Regions from separate parts of the Zea mays genome. Here region 1 is linked to region 2. Evidence: chromatin contacts called from public Hi-C data. All regions are on one chromosome and are shown on one strand. Each heading gives the region's core, a stretch centred on a gene start, on an enhancer-like site or on the middle of the called end of the contact. The rest is flanking DNA. Distances are from core to core; before and after follow the strand shown.

Evidence for each region. A called contact is a pair of places that touch in the nucleus more often than the background predicts.
Region 1: a Hi-C map of leaf shows a contact between it and region 2, with 2.5 times the contacts expected there. The contact joins the promoter of LOC100280929 here to the promoter of LOC100276791 in region 2. A contact is called at or near these places in 6 of 25 Hi-C or Micro-C datasets (bundle sheath, ear, leaf and 1 more).

What each region holds. Positions count from the first base shown.
Region 1 is chr4:222,111,384-222,114,083 of Zm-B73-REFERENCE-NAM-5.0, reverse strand. LOC100280929 reads right to left here and starts at 1,316. Exons shown (of 2, transcript NM_001367151.1): 1 at 971-1,316. The coding sequence starts at 1,280.
Region 2 is chr4:221,907,992-221,910,691 of Zm-B73-REFERENCE-NAM-5.0, reverse strand. LOC100276791 reads left to right here and starts at 1,373. Exons shown (of 9, transcript NM_001150502.1): 1 at 1,373-1,983; 2 at 2,084-2,152; 3 at 2,302-2,384; 4 at 2,495-2,568; 5 at 2,698-2,700. The coding sequence starts at 1,603.

The DNA of each region.
Region 1 (2,700 bases), core at 67-2,566, 200 kb before region 2:
CCGTTTTATATATCTGATCCACTTGTATTGTATGTTGACAAATGATAGTTTAAAATACGTGAAATATTCTATCTATTTACTCGCTAGCTATTTTTTTTTCCATATTTTCTATTCACGTAGACAAGAGAGTGAATCTAGCTATTTCATCCATTAAGAACGCTTTTAGAGCGTGTCCTCTCTTTTCTTTCCCAATGCAGCAGTGACACAGTGGTGCTATTATTCTAAGTTGTCATGTACGAGAAGCCAGAGCTTTGGTATTAATAACTCATTAGAAGTGTGCGAGTGCAATCAACAGTGACATGCTTTGGGTTGGTAGTGGTGGGAAAGCACATTCGTCCATGTATCTTGTACTCGTGGCAAACGTGTGAAGAGAGGCTGAACAAGTTCACGAGGAACAGAGGCTAGGTAAAGGAAGAAGGAAAACAAATAAAGGGTCACGCAGCACCGTACACAGTAGATGCATTTCTAGAAGTCATTGGAAGCCATGTTTGGTTTGTCTCGAATGGTTTCTCTGGAGTCAGATCAGTAGGGCTGTTTGTTTTCAAGGACGATTCTGGCTCTTTTGTATTACCGTGGTCACGACACCGAAGAGATCGAGAGCCTTGCCGAAGTCCAAACAGAGTTGTCATGGATGTGAGCGTCCGTGACGGGTGGTAAGTGTGCAGTACTCCACCTTTTCAGCATGCAGTATACTCACTCCACTGCTGATGCCATGACAAGAAGAAGCAACTCAAGCAAGCATACGGACTACCGACTACGTAAATAAAGAGAAGGAAAGAAGATGGGACAGAGCGACGGCAAGGGCTGAGCAAAGTACGCGTGGTGCACGAACGGGAACGGTCGCTAAGGATGAGCTGCGGCTCTGCTCTGTTCGGAGCGAGACAATAGGAACAAAGATGCACAAGGACAGAGGGTTACGGGATCCAGGTAGCTAAACGAGGGAGCGTGCATTGCATCGACTGTCGGTTACCGTGAGCGGCCGGTGCAGGAAGAGAGGGCGGCGGCGTTACATCTCCGGCGTAGTAGTCGCTCCACCACTGGCCCTCAGGCGATACCTGCTGCTGACGGGCACCGGCCGTTGCCGGCGGCGTTGCCCCGCCAGCGACGACCGTGGCCAGCGCGTCGACCATCATGGACGCCTCCCGGCTCCGCTCGTACCCCGATAGCATTCGCCACGCCGCTGCCGGCTGCTGGCCGTCCTCGTCGTCCTCCTCACCGCCGGCGCAGCAACGACAGGGCCCTCGTCCCTCCGCGTTCGCCACCTTGGGCGCGCAGCACATGAATGTAGTATGTATGGCCTGTGCGTCCCTCGTCTCGTCGCCACCATGTGCGCATACATATGTATATATATATGCGGCGCGTGGACACGTGTCCGGCTCTGGGAATTTCCACGGCACTTTGTCGACCGAAAGTCAGCTCCGCCTCCGCCGTCTTGCCTACAGTAAGTGACCTCGCACAAACGAGGTGCAATGCATTCGTCCAGGGAAACCCGATTCGGGCGTGCTTGTTTGTTCGTTTCCTTTGTCCGTACGGCAAATTTGTACTACACTACTACAGCAGTGCAGGAGCAGGAGCAGGAGCAGAGCAGGATGGTTTCCATCTACAAGTTCGCTTCATCTAGACCAGACGGTGGAACGAGTCTGGTCGACGATTCACTTATGTGTTCTGGTTTGATGTATACGGTGTTTATTTTGTCTTTACGTGACTCCTATCTAAACACTATAAAAACTGGCTGTTCTCTTTTACCTTTACTTGTACATCTAATCAAACACAATTTAGAGGTACGTACAACAGTATTTTATTTGTGTTAGTTCATTACTTCGAGTATTGAGACATAAAAGAATTACGTATTGAATATGTATATGGATAAATGGAATGGAAGAGAATTCGGGAGCAAATTGGATGCGAGTTTAATATTATATTAAACTGAGACCCGACTGTTCGCGCGATTTCGTAGGTTCACACATGGCCGACGGATGGTTGACCACCACGAGTTGTGTTTGACCACATGTGTGCGTCCAGATTTGGTGGTTTCGGTGCCACTGTGATTACCCGCACAGGTACGCTGTAATTATACTACTACTCGTAATTGCAGTAAGAATACATTAATTACCTACTTGTCCCTGTTATCCACCACGACGCATTAGCGAGGAAAGCAGTAGCAAAATCCGAATAGGCCGTTGCCTTGTCCCACCAACGCGTTCTCCTCATAGCCAAGAATTCTTTATACAACTACTACACGTGTGTTAAAAAGGTCCGGCGCCGCGGTGCGATGCTGACGACCATGACAGACCACTCGGGATGAAAACGGACGGAAAACCCATTCTCCCGTTTCCGTATCCGTATTTTATCATCGGAAACGGGATCGGGTCCGGAATAGTCGAGAACGAAAACGGAAGCAGGATAAACGGAATTGCGAAAACAAACAGAAACGAAAATATTAACGGAAACTCATAATTTAATACAAATAGAAATATTATTGATGTTTGACTAGTGATTGATTGGCAGAACAATAACATAAAACAAATAGATATAGAGAGGCAACATTCTTTTGTTGTTTGGTTGCTAAATGTGTACATTTAGCTACATCTGATGTTGTTTAAGACTTTAGATCACTTGTCATTTGAAAAGAGCCGGTAGTTACAATGGCCAATTGTGCTATAATTTGTCACCTAAATACACGAGGATTTAATTTATATA
Region 2 (2,700 bases), core at 124-2,623:
CAGAGTTTGTTCGCCTCTTCTGAGTTATCTTCCGAGTATCTAGCTCTTCAGGTATGTGTGAACCGTGCGCGCGAAGTATCAATGATCCTTTTGTGGTTGGCGCGCACAGATAGTACCCTTGTGCCGTATTTTTCGAGATTATTCCCTGTTCCGTTCATCATCCTTCTTGGTCGACCTCGTTCTACCTGGCCACGATCCAATGGTACACTCTGTTAGGCTAACTGTCGGGGGCCCATCAAGCAACCCATGGAGCATATCCACGTTATGAGGACCTAGGGGATATTTATCTCCCACAACGACCAAGATCAAGGTTGACCTGGTCGAGGTGACCAGATCGACGTTGTCTTTCGTCCGAACCATGTATTATTGGCCATGCCTTTATCTTAGAGTAATCTTTTGGGTTGTCTTGAGATACTCTAATAGGAGTACACAATCACAAACATTTTTTTAACCTTGATCAAATATATATATATAAAACTATTAATACTTATATACATAATTAGTATAATTAAATAGATCCTTAAATCTATTCTCATAATAAACTTATTTAGGGATACAAATATTTCTAATATTATTTATAAATCTAGTTAAATTTGAAAAAAAGTTTGAGGAATACAAATTCTATAACAATAACTATTTTAGGAAAGGAGGTGTAAATGTTTTTATAAATATATCACAAAAGAAAATCATAACATCAAGGGTAAATTGAGGCACAAACACATTCACACTACAAGCACCTCTGCCCACGGTATCAGGATCTCCACCCAACTCACCGCCTTGGAACGCATGCAGTATCAGGCCCCGTTTCAATCTCACAGGATAAACTTTAGCTTCCTGCTAAACTTTAGCTATATGAGTTGAAGTGCTAAAGTTTAATTTCAATTACCACCATTAGCTCTCTTGTTTAGATTACAAATGGCTAAAAGTAGCTAAAAAAGCTGCTAAAGTTTATCTCACGAGATTGGAACAGGACCTCAATTCCATGTGCTACACACTTGTGCAATTATCAATTCCCCAAAAAAAAACCATCGTTTTCTCCGAGAGAAAAAGAAAACGATGACAATTCCGAGAAGGAAAAATAAATGCGGCGTAGGACCGGAGGAGAGCCCCCGCGGTTTCCGAGGCTATTTTCGTCACTCCCCGGAACGGAGTTAAAGACAGCGCATGGGACCAGGCGGCGGAAAGCGGCCACCGGCGCGGCGAGGCCCGAGACCGAGAGCATCGCAACGCGCAGCAGGCCCCCACACCCCGGGGGGCGGGGCACGCAAGAACGAACCAAACCAACCCACACCCACGGCACCAACACCACCCGAAGCTGATTGACGCTGAGCGCAGCCAAATCCAGCCAGCGATAGGAATATCGCCAAGAATTCTACCGTCTGCGTCTGCCCGTCTTCCTCTCTCTCTCTCTCTCCTCTCCCTCATTCTGGATCCACCGCCGCAGCCTTAGCTGGGTCCGTCGCTGTCGCTCCGCCTCCCGCTCGCTTGCCGGGCCCGACACGCCCGCCACCGCCTCCGCTTTGTCTCTCCGGCGATCCGACGCCCCACCCGGCGTCTGTGCAGAGCAGTCGTGAGGAGTTCTCTGTTGTGGGCTGCCCGGCGATGGACCGGGGCGAGCGTCTCGGCCGCGCGCTGGACGCCTTCGGGGGCAACCTGTGGGCGCTGGTTGACGCAGCGCTGGACGCGGCCGCTCGCGACCGCCCCGACGAGCTTCGCGCGCGCCGCGATAGCATCGTCGAGCGCCTCTACGCTGCCGCCGCGGGCTGTAGCAACTGCGCCGGGCGTCCGCCGTCTGTTGCCGCTTTAGCGGCCGCGGGGCTGGAGGAAGAGGACGGCGAGGAGGCGGCTCCGGCTTCTCCGTGGGCGGAGGCTGACGCGCAAGCCGGTGGCGCGGAGGCACAGACCGAGGTGCTCGGCGCCGGCGAGCCTGATCTCGAGAGCAAGATCGTGGCCATCAGGGACTTCTTGGAGGACCCTAATCAGGTCCCCAAAGAAGCCATTTTTACCAACTCGCAGCGCAAATTTGCTCCAAATGCGCGGTCGTTTTTCACGCAAACTGCACGCTTGTGGTGTTTTGTCACAGCCCGAGAACGAGCTGGTGAGCTTGCTGCAGAACCTGGCAGACATGGATGTTACCTACAACGCACTCCAGGTCAAGTTTTCTTTTGCCATTTTGTTCTTTCACTCTTGTTTGGCTTACCCAATGGGTGGACCAATCGGTTTTCTTGCTTGTTTGAGATGATCAGGAGCAACAACCATGTGAAGGGTAAAGTTTTGAAGCTTATGTTCGTGTTTCTGCAGGAGACTGACATCGGGCGGCAGGTTAATGGTCTGCGCAAGCATCCTTCGGCCGAGGTCAGGCGGCTGGTGAAGCAGCTCATCAGGTGATGAACATGGGCACGGACACTGTTGAACTAGACAGATGATTTTCGGTTTTGAATATGCTGTCTAATTATCCTCTTTTGTGGAACCTGGTGTTGCTTGCAACTTGAAGGAAGTGGAAGGAGATAGTGGACGACTGGGTGCGCCTGGACAATTCCGGCGGTGACGGCAGTGCCTCTGTTATGAGTATGTCACCGTGCAGAGTTTTTTAGCCTCTTCGCCTCAGGATTTTGAGAGCTTTTTTTATCCTGTTCTAGATAATCCTTACTGTCCCTGACACTCCTGATGTGTGGAAATCTTTTGCTTTGATGACAGCAG